Regions from separate parts of the Cricetulus griseus genome. Here region 1 is linked to region 2. The links are chromatin contacts, called in public Hi-C maps. All regions are on one chromosome and are shown on one strand. The core of a region is the stretch at or near the end of the contact, and the rest is flanking DNA. Distances in the headings are between cores, read along the strand shown. Region 1 holds the start of App (amyloid-beta precursor protein). Region 2 has its middle 92 kb from the start of Cyyr1.

Region 1 (2,700 bases), core at 79-2,578, 410 kb before region 2:
CCCTGAGGAGGCCCCACCTCAATCAGACCAACGCCTCCCTGGATGCTCAGGAGCCCCAGCCTCCCCACCGCCCGGCACTGCCCTTTGCAGACGCACGCCTCGCTCCCGGCTCTCTGTCCCCCTCACCCCCCCCTCTCCCTGCGAGGACTTTGCAGCCCCGCTCAGGGTCGGCACTAGGTGGTGGCGATGCGGGGGAGGGAGACCGCGGGGCCCCGGCAGCACCCCCGGGCCCTCGGGGACAGACGCGCGGCGCGGGGAAGGGAGCCGCCGCGGTGGCGCACAAACTCCCTCGGCTCCGCCACCGCGCCCTGGACGGCGAGGGCGGGGTGTCGCCGCTTTTGTTCCCGGGGAACCTTCTGGGTCCCTGGGAGAAGCTGGAGGCACAGCGGAGAGAGCCCGGGACGTCCAGTGTGAAGGACGGTGCCTGCCGGGGGGCCGCCGCTCTCCGGTTCCCCCCCAACACACCCCCAGTCACTTGCAACTTAACACAAAAGGGAGACACGGAAATGCACAAAGTTTGCCCGCGGAAGGCGGCGCGCGACCCCGCGCCCGCTCGGGAGAGGGGTCGCTGCGCAGGCTGCAGCCGCCGCCGCGCCGCCGGGAGCGAAGGGGCTTCGCGCCGCCGAGTCGGGCGGGGGAAGGGAAGGAGGGACGGGAAGGGAAGGGAAGGGAAGGGGAGCCAGGCGCTCCCCGGCTCCCAGAGATGTCCCCGTCCCCAGCCAGGGCTCGCCCCGGGGAAAGGGAAGGGCGGCGATTTCCTCGCGGGGCACGGGATTCGGGGACTCCGCGCTTTCAGTTCTCCCACACGTGTCCCCTTCCCCCCACCGCCTGGCTGTCTCCGCACCCCCCAGCCCGGCTCTCCGGGCAGGGAGGAGTCGGTCGGGGTCTGCGCTCAGGCTCACCCCCTCGCCCTCGCCCGGGGCTGGCACGGGTCGGGGGAGCCCGGCGCCTCGCCCGCTCCCTGTCCGCGGGCCGGGCAGCGCGTCCCTGGGCAGGGCTGGGCCGGAGACGCCGATGCGCAGGGCGCCCGCAGGCGGGGGCGGCGGAGAGCGGGATGCCCGCGACAGTCCCCAGCCTCTCACGACCCCAGCTCCGTGCTGGGTGAGCAGGATCGGGTCCCCCATACCCACACCCACCCACCCACCCGGCGCCCGCCTCCCCGACCCCCGCCCCGGTCCCTTTCCCGAGGCGCGGCACCCACCTCCAGCGCCCGGACGGTCCAGGCGGCCAGCAGGAGCAGCGCCAAGCCGGCCAGCATCGTGATCCCGCTTGGGGCAGCGAGTGCGCTGGGTGCGAATGGGAGATCCGCCGCGCCCTGCCTGGGTCCGCGTCGCTGTCGCCGCCGCGGTCTCCGGGAGCCCCCGCGCTCGCTCGCTTGCTCGGCTCGGGGTGCTCTCGCCTCCCGCCGCTGAAGAAACTGACAGAGCAGGAGCGCGGCGGCGGCGGCGGGGCTCGCAGCCGGGAGAGTCAGCTGATCCCGCCCACCCGGCTCGCCACCCGACAGAGACCTCTAGCGGAGCCCGGGGAGCTGCGCCCGCCCGGGCGCCACCGGAGGCGACCCCGGCCAGCAGCCCACAGGTGCGGTGGCCCGGGCACCGGCACGCCGCTGCGGAACCCGCGCCCCCCCCTCCCTGGGCTCCGGGAACCAAGGAAGGGATGACCCGGGTCAGGGACAGGGACCGGCAGTCCGGGGCAGGCAGGGGTGCGGGGAGCGGGGGTGAATCCTAGGATTCACGTTTGGGTTCCAGGAAAGTCGGGAGCGCTCCCGGCTCGTCCCCGTGAGCTTGAGTCACCCGACCCCGCAGGCCTCTCTGGAATGTGGCTGGGGAGCCTCTGCTGCGGTGCGTTTTTATTATCTGCAGTTCATTTGCTCTGTTTGGAGAGGTGGCGCGAGGCCGAGAACATCAGCAATAGGATTTCTTTGCACAAGGGTAACCTCCACCCCCGCCGCCCCCGCCCCCAGCAACCTGGAATTTTTGTCGTTAGAATGCGCCAGAAAAGGGCTTGCCACCCAGGACGCAGAAAGACCGGTTTTCTTTAGGTTTATAGTGGGGCGTGGGGGTATTTTTTAATTGTTGTTGCATTTTTGTTTGATTTGGGCGGTTTCAGAGAAGAAGAGAGGCATCCGGATCGGAGGAGACGGAGGTGAAATCTAAGATGGAGAGGAGATAAAGTTGAGCTGGAAGGGATCCTGCGCTATGGCCCTGGTTCCTCCTCCTTCACCAAGGACTTTGGCCTGAACTCTGCTCTTGTCCTTCTTGGCATCTGCCTTAAATCACAGAAAAGGACCTCTGTAAAGCCATTTTCTCCTGCATGAATCGCAAATAGTGCAGTGCTAGAATGGCCTAGAACCATCCAGATATTCACCCCCTCCTGACTGGATGTGGCAAAACCCTATGGCCTAGTGAGAGGGGTCAGGAGATAATGCCGGATGAGTTTCTGGCTCTGATGCCACTACCTTTTTCCTCACCTCATGTGTTTTTTAACAACTTGACTTGAGCTGTGGTCATCTGGGAAGAAGGACCCTAAATTGGAGGAAATGCCTCCATTAAATTAGCTTGGAGGCAAGACCTTGGAGACTTATTCTAGATTATTGATCGATGTGGTAGGCCAGCCCTGGCCAGGTGGTCCTGGGTTGTGTAAGAAAACGGGCCCAGCAAACCTGTAAGCATGAGGAGCAAACCTGTAAGCAGTTTTCAC
Region 2 (2,751 bases), core at 1-2,500:
GTGTGTGTGTGTGTGTGTGTAAAGGTATACACAAGCTCTTCTTGTAATCCCTGAATTCTGCCCCAAACCTCCCTTTCAGAAGTGTCTATGGAGTTCCGAGCTTGTGTGCACAGCTTGCTATCAGATATTGATAAATAAGGTGTATGTGATGGTTTGAAGGAAAATAGCCCCCAAAGGGAGTGGCACAAGTAGGGGGTGTAACTTTGTTGGAGGAAGTGTGTCACTGTGCAGGCAGACTTTGAGGTCTCATTTATGCTCAAGCCACACTCAGTGAGACACACCACTTTTTGCTGATTGCACAAGATGTAGTACTCTTAGCTACTTGTCCAGTACCATGTCTGCCATGTTCTACACGATGATAACGGACTGTACCTCTGAACTATAAGCCATGCAATTAAATGTTTTCCTTTATAAGAATTGTCATGGTCATGGCATCTCTTCACAACAATAGAAAGCCTAACTAAGACAGTGTAGGAATATTCTATAATTGGTAAATCTGTGTGAATGATATCCTCCTGTAGCTTAAATGTTTTTCATTTAGTATGAGTTTCAAGATTTTTTCTCACCGACGAACGAATCTGAAGTTCCCTCATTTTCTACTATGTATAGTTTTGTAATGCTTCAGTTTTCTATAATGTACTTACCCATCCTTCTTTCATTTGCTGTTAGACTGTTACCACTTTTGTTGTGTTAAAGGAAACCATACTGCAACAGATACTCCTATAAGCTTCTTGGGGGCAATTCTATTATAAATAGAATGGATAGTGTAGAAGCAATGTGTGTATCCAAATTTCCTAATTAATTTTAATTTGCTGATACTATTACATAAGGCAATTTCCCAAAGTGTGGATACCGAATTTGTAGCCTTTGTTGAGTTTGCAGGATGTTACTGTGTTTCATTCAGTATTTTCAGTTTTGGTGTGTATGACATCATCTCCATCCTGACTCCATCATGAGAACCTTCCACTGCCCTTCTAGAATAGGTCAGCCCCAAACCATTTACTTCTTTATTGATTTATTTTAGCTTCTTAAGTTGTAAGAGTTTAATGACAAATAACAACTCACTTCCAGGGCTTTGTTTGAATTGCTTGATTCGCAGCAGTAAGAAATACTTTTTCCTATGTCCTGCATTTTTACCTAGGTGGAGAAATGAGCTAGAATCTAAATAGTAGATGTCTAAGCATCGTGATGTGAAGAATCTAGAGCCTGACTGATTCAGTCACCACTGAAGCTCCACCAGTGCTGAGTCACCATTTCTTACATAAATCAGCACAGTGGACATCCTTTGACTCACCCGGTGGCATGTCACAGCACAGGACTTGTCCTTAGAACATGTCTAGGCAACTGGACTGATATCTGTTTTGTTTCCTTTTCCTTCTACCCTGAATGCCAAACTGGAGCAAAACATGCTGAACAGATTACTCCAATAACAACAAGATGGGTCAGGAACCATGAACTATGAACTGTTGCCAACTGTGAGCATTGAAACCTGCAGGAGTCCAAGTCATAGGGAGGTGCTGCACTGCTTTTACTGCATGCAAAGATGCCTTTAGGAGTCACGCATAGTTCTATTTCTTGCTGATACCCTTCCTTAGACACAGAAGGCCAAATATACCTGGATCTGTAATTATCTACTTTTGTTTTTGTTGGAACAATGTCTTGTTGCTTAGGAACTGGGATGTATTCCATAAATACATGTTCAATCATTTTGTTTCCTCTTTTGCTCCCACAGTTATTAAGTTCTATTAAAATACATGCCCTGTGCAGGATTTGTTGATTTGGAATAAGTATGAACTGCATATTTACCATTAACTATAAACAAAATATTCCACTATCAATTTGCCTTTCAATTTCTTTTCTGACACCACTTGGTTTCTGCAGAAAGCACCTTTTTATGTACTATGAAGAGTGCACAGCTGAAGGTGATTTATCCAGCATTCCATTAGGAGACTCTCTCTCTCCCTCTCCCTCTCTCTCTCTCTCTCTCTCTCTCTCTCTCTCTCTCTCTCTCTCTGGGCATTTCTCAAACACTGAGTGCTATAAGAAGTAATATATATTATGTTGACATTGGAAAAATAATAGTCCTAAATCTTTACAAAAATTAGCTAATCCAATTGCCTACCTGTGTGTGCCAGAGAACTGAGCGTCTGAGAGACTGTCTTCCTCTGAGAGATTGTGCAGATGGCCTGGGTCCTGTGACACCCGGAGTTCTCACCAGCTCATTTCTCAACAGACATTATCTTTCTCCATATACACCATCCATTGTAAATCTCCGAATCCCTGAACCAGTGCCAAAAAAGATCTCTGTGCTTTTCTAACATTGAAAGCCTTAAATGTCTGAAACTTTTGTCTTGACAGTGAGTCACAGTGATTACACATCTAACAAATTCCTTCCACACCTCTGTGAGACCGCAACCAGCTATGCTAAATGTTACCGTCTATTTTATTAAACCTGCTACCACATTGTTCTAAAAACAGAGTATATGAGACCATGAGTATGTAAAGATCGGGTAGTATGATGGTCACACAAACTCCCCATATTCATGATATAAGGTGAGGACTGGCATGTGGCATTTGTTGAGGTTCATCACATCTCCTTCCCTTTTAGAATCTATCATCCTGGTATGAAATGCTATCATTGGGTCTCCAACATGGCAGGTAAGCAGTCTACTTATTTCTATTTTGCTATCATAACTTTGCATGACAAGTTCTTCTGTACAAAACAACTTGCGGTCCTTCATGGCCATTCTA

What was found. A called contact is a pair of places that touch in the nucleus more often than the background predicts.
Region 1: a Hi-C map of fibroblasts shows a contact between it and region 2, with 6 times the contacts expected there. The contact joins the promoter of App here to the enhancer-like site in region 2. A contact is called at or near these places in 3 of 8 Hi-C or Micro-C datasets (the CHK-Q cell line, the CHO-K1 cell line and fibroblasts).

The regions. Positions count from the first base shown.
Region 1 is chr4:11,757,141-11,759,840 of CriGri-PICRH-1.0, reverse strand. App (amyloid-beta precursor protein) reads right to left here and starts at 1,328. Exons shown (of 15, transcript XM_027412368.2): 1 at 1,202-1,328. The coding sequence starts at 1,258. LOC118238768 reads left to right here and starts at 1,269. Exons shown (of 2, transcript XR_004769844.1): 1 at 1,269-1,931; 2 at 2,110-2,700.
Region 2 is chr4:11,349,215-11,351,965 of CriGri-PICRH-1.0, reverse strand. No RefSeq gene overlaps it. Among named protein-coding and RNA genes, the nearest start is that of Cyyr1, 92 kb to the left of the region's middle. Within about 2 kb of position 1,250, at least 2 of the 6 cell types and tissues checked have open chromatin away from gene starts, as enhancers often do. A contact at or near this core is called in the CHO-K1 cell line and fibroblasts, where this site is marked.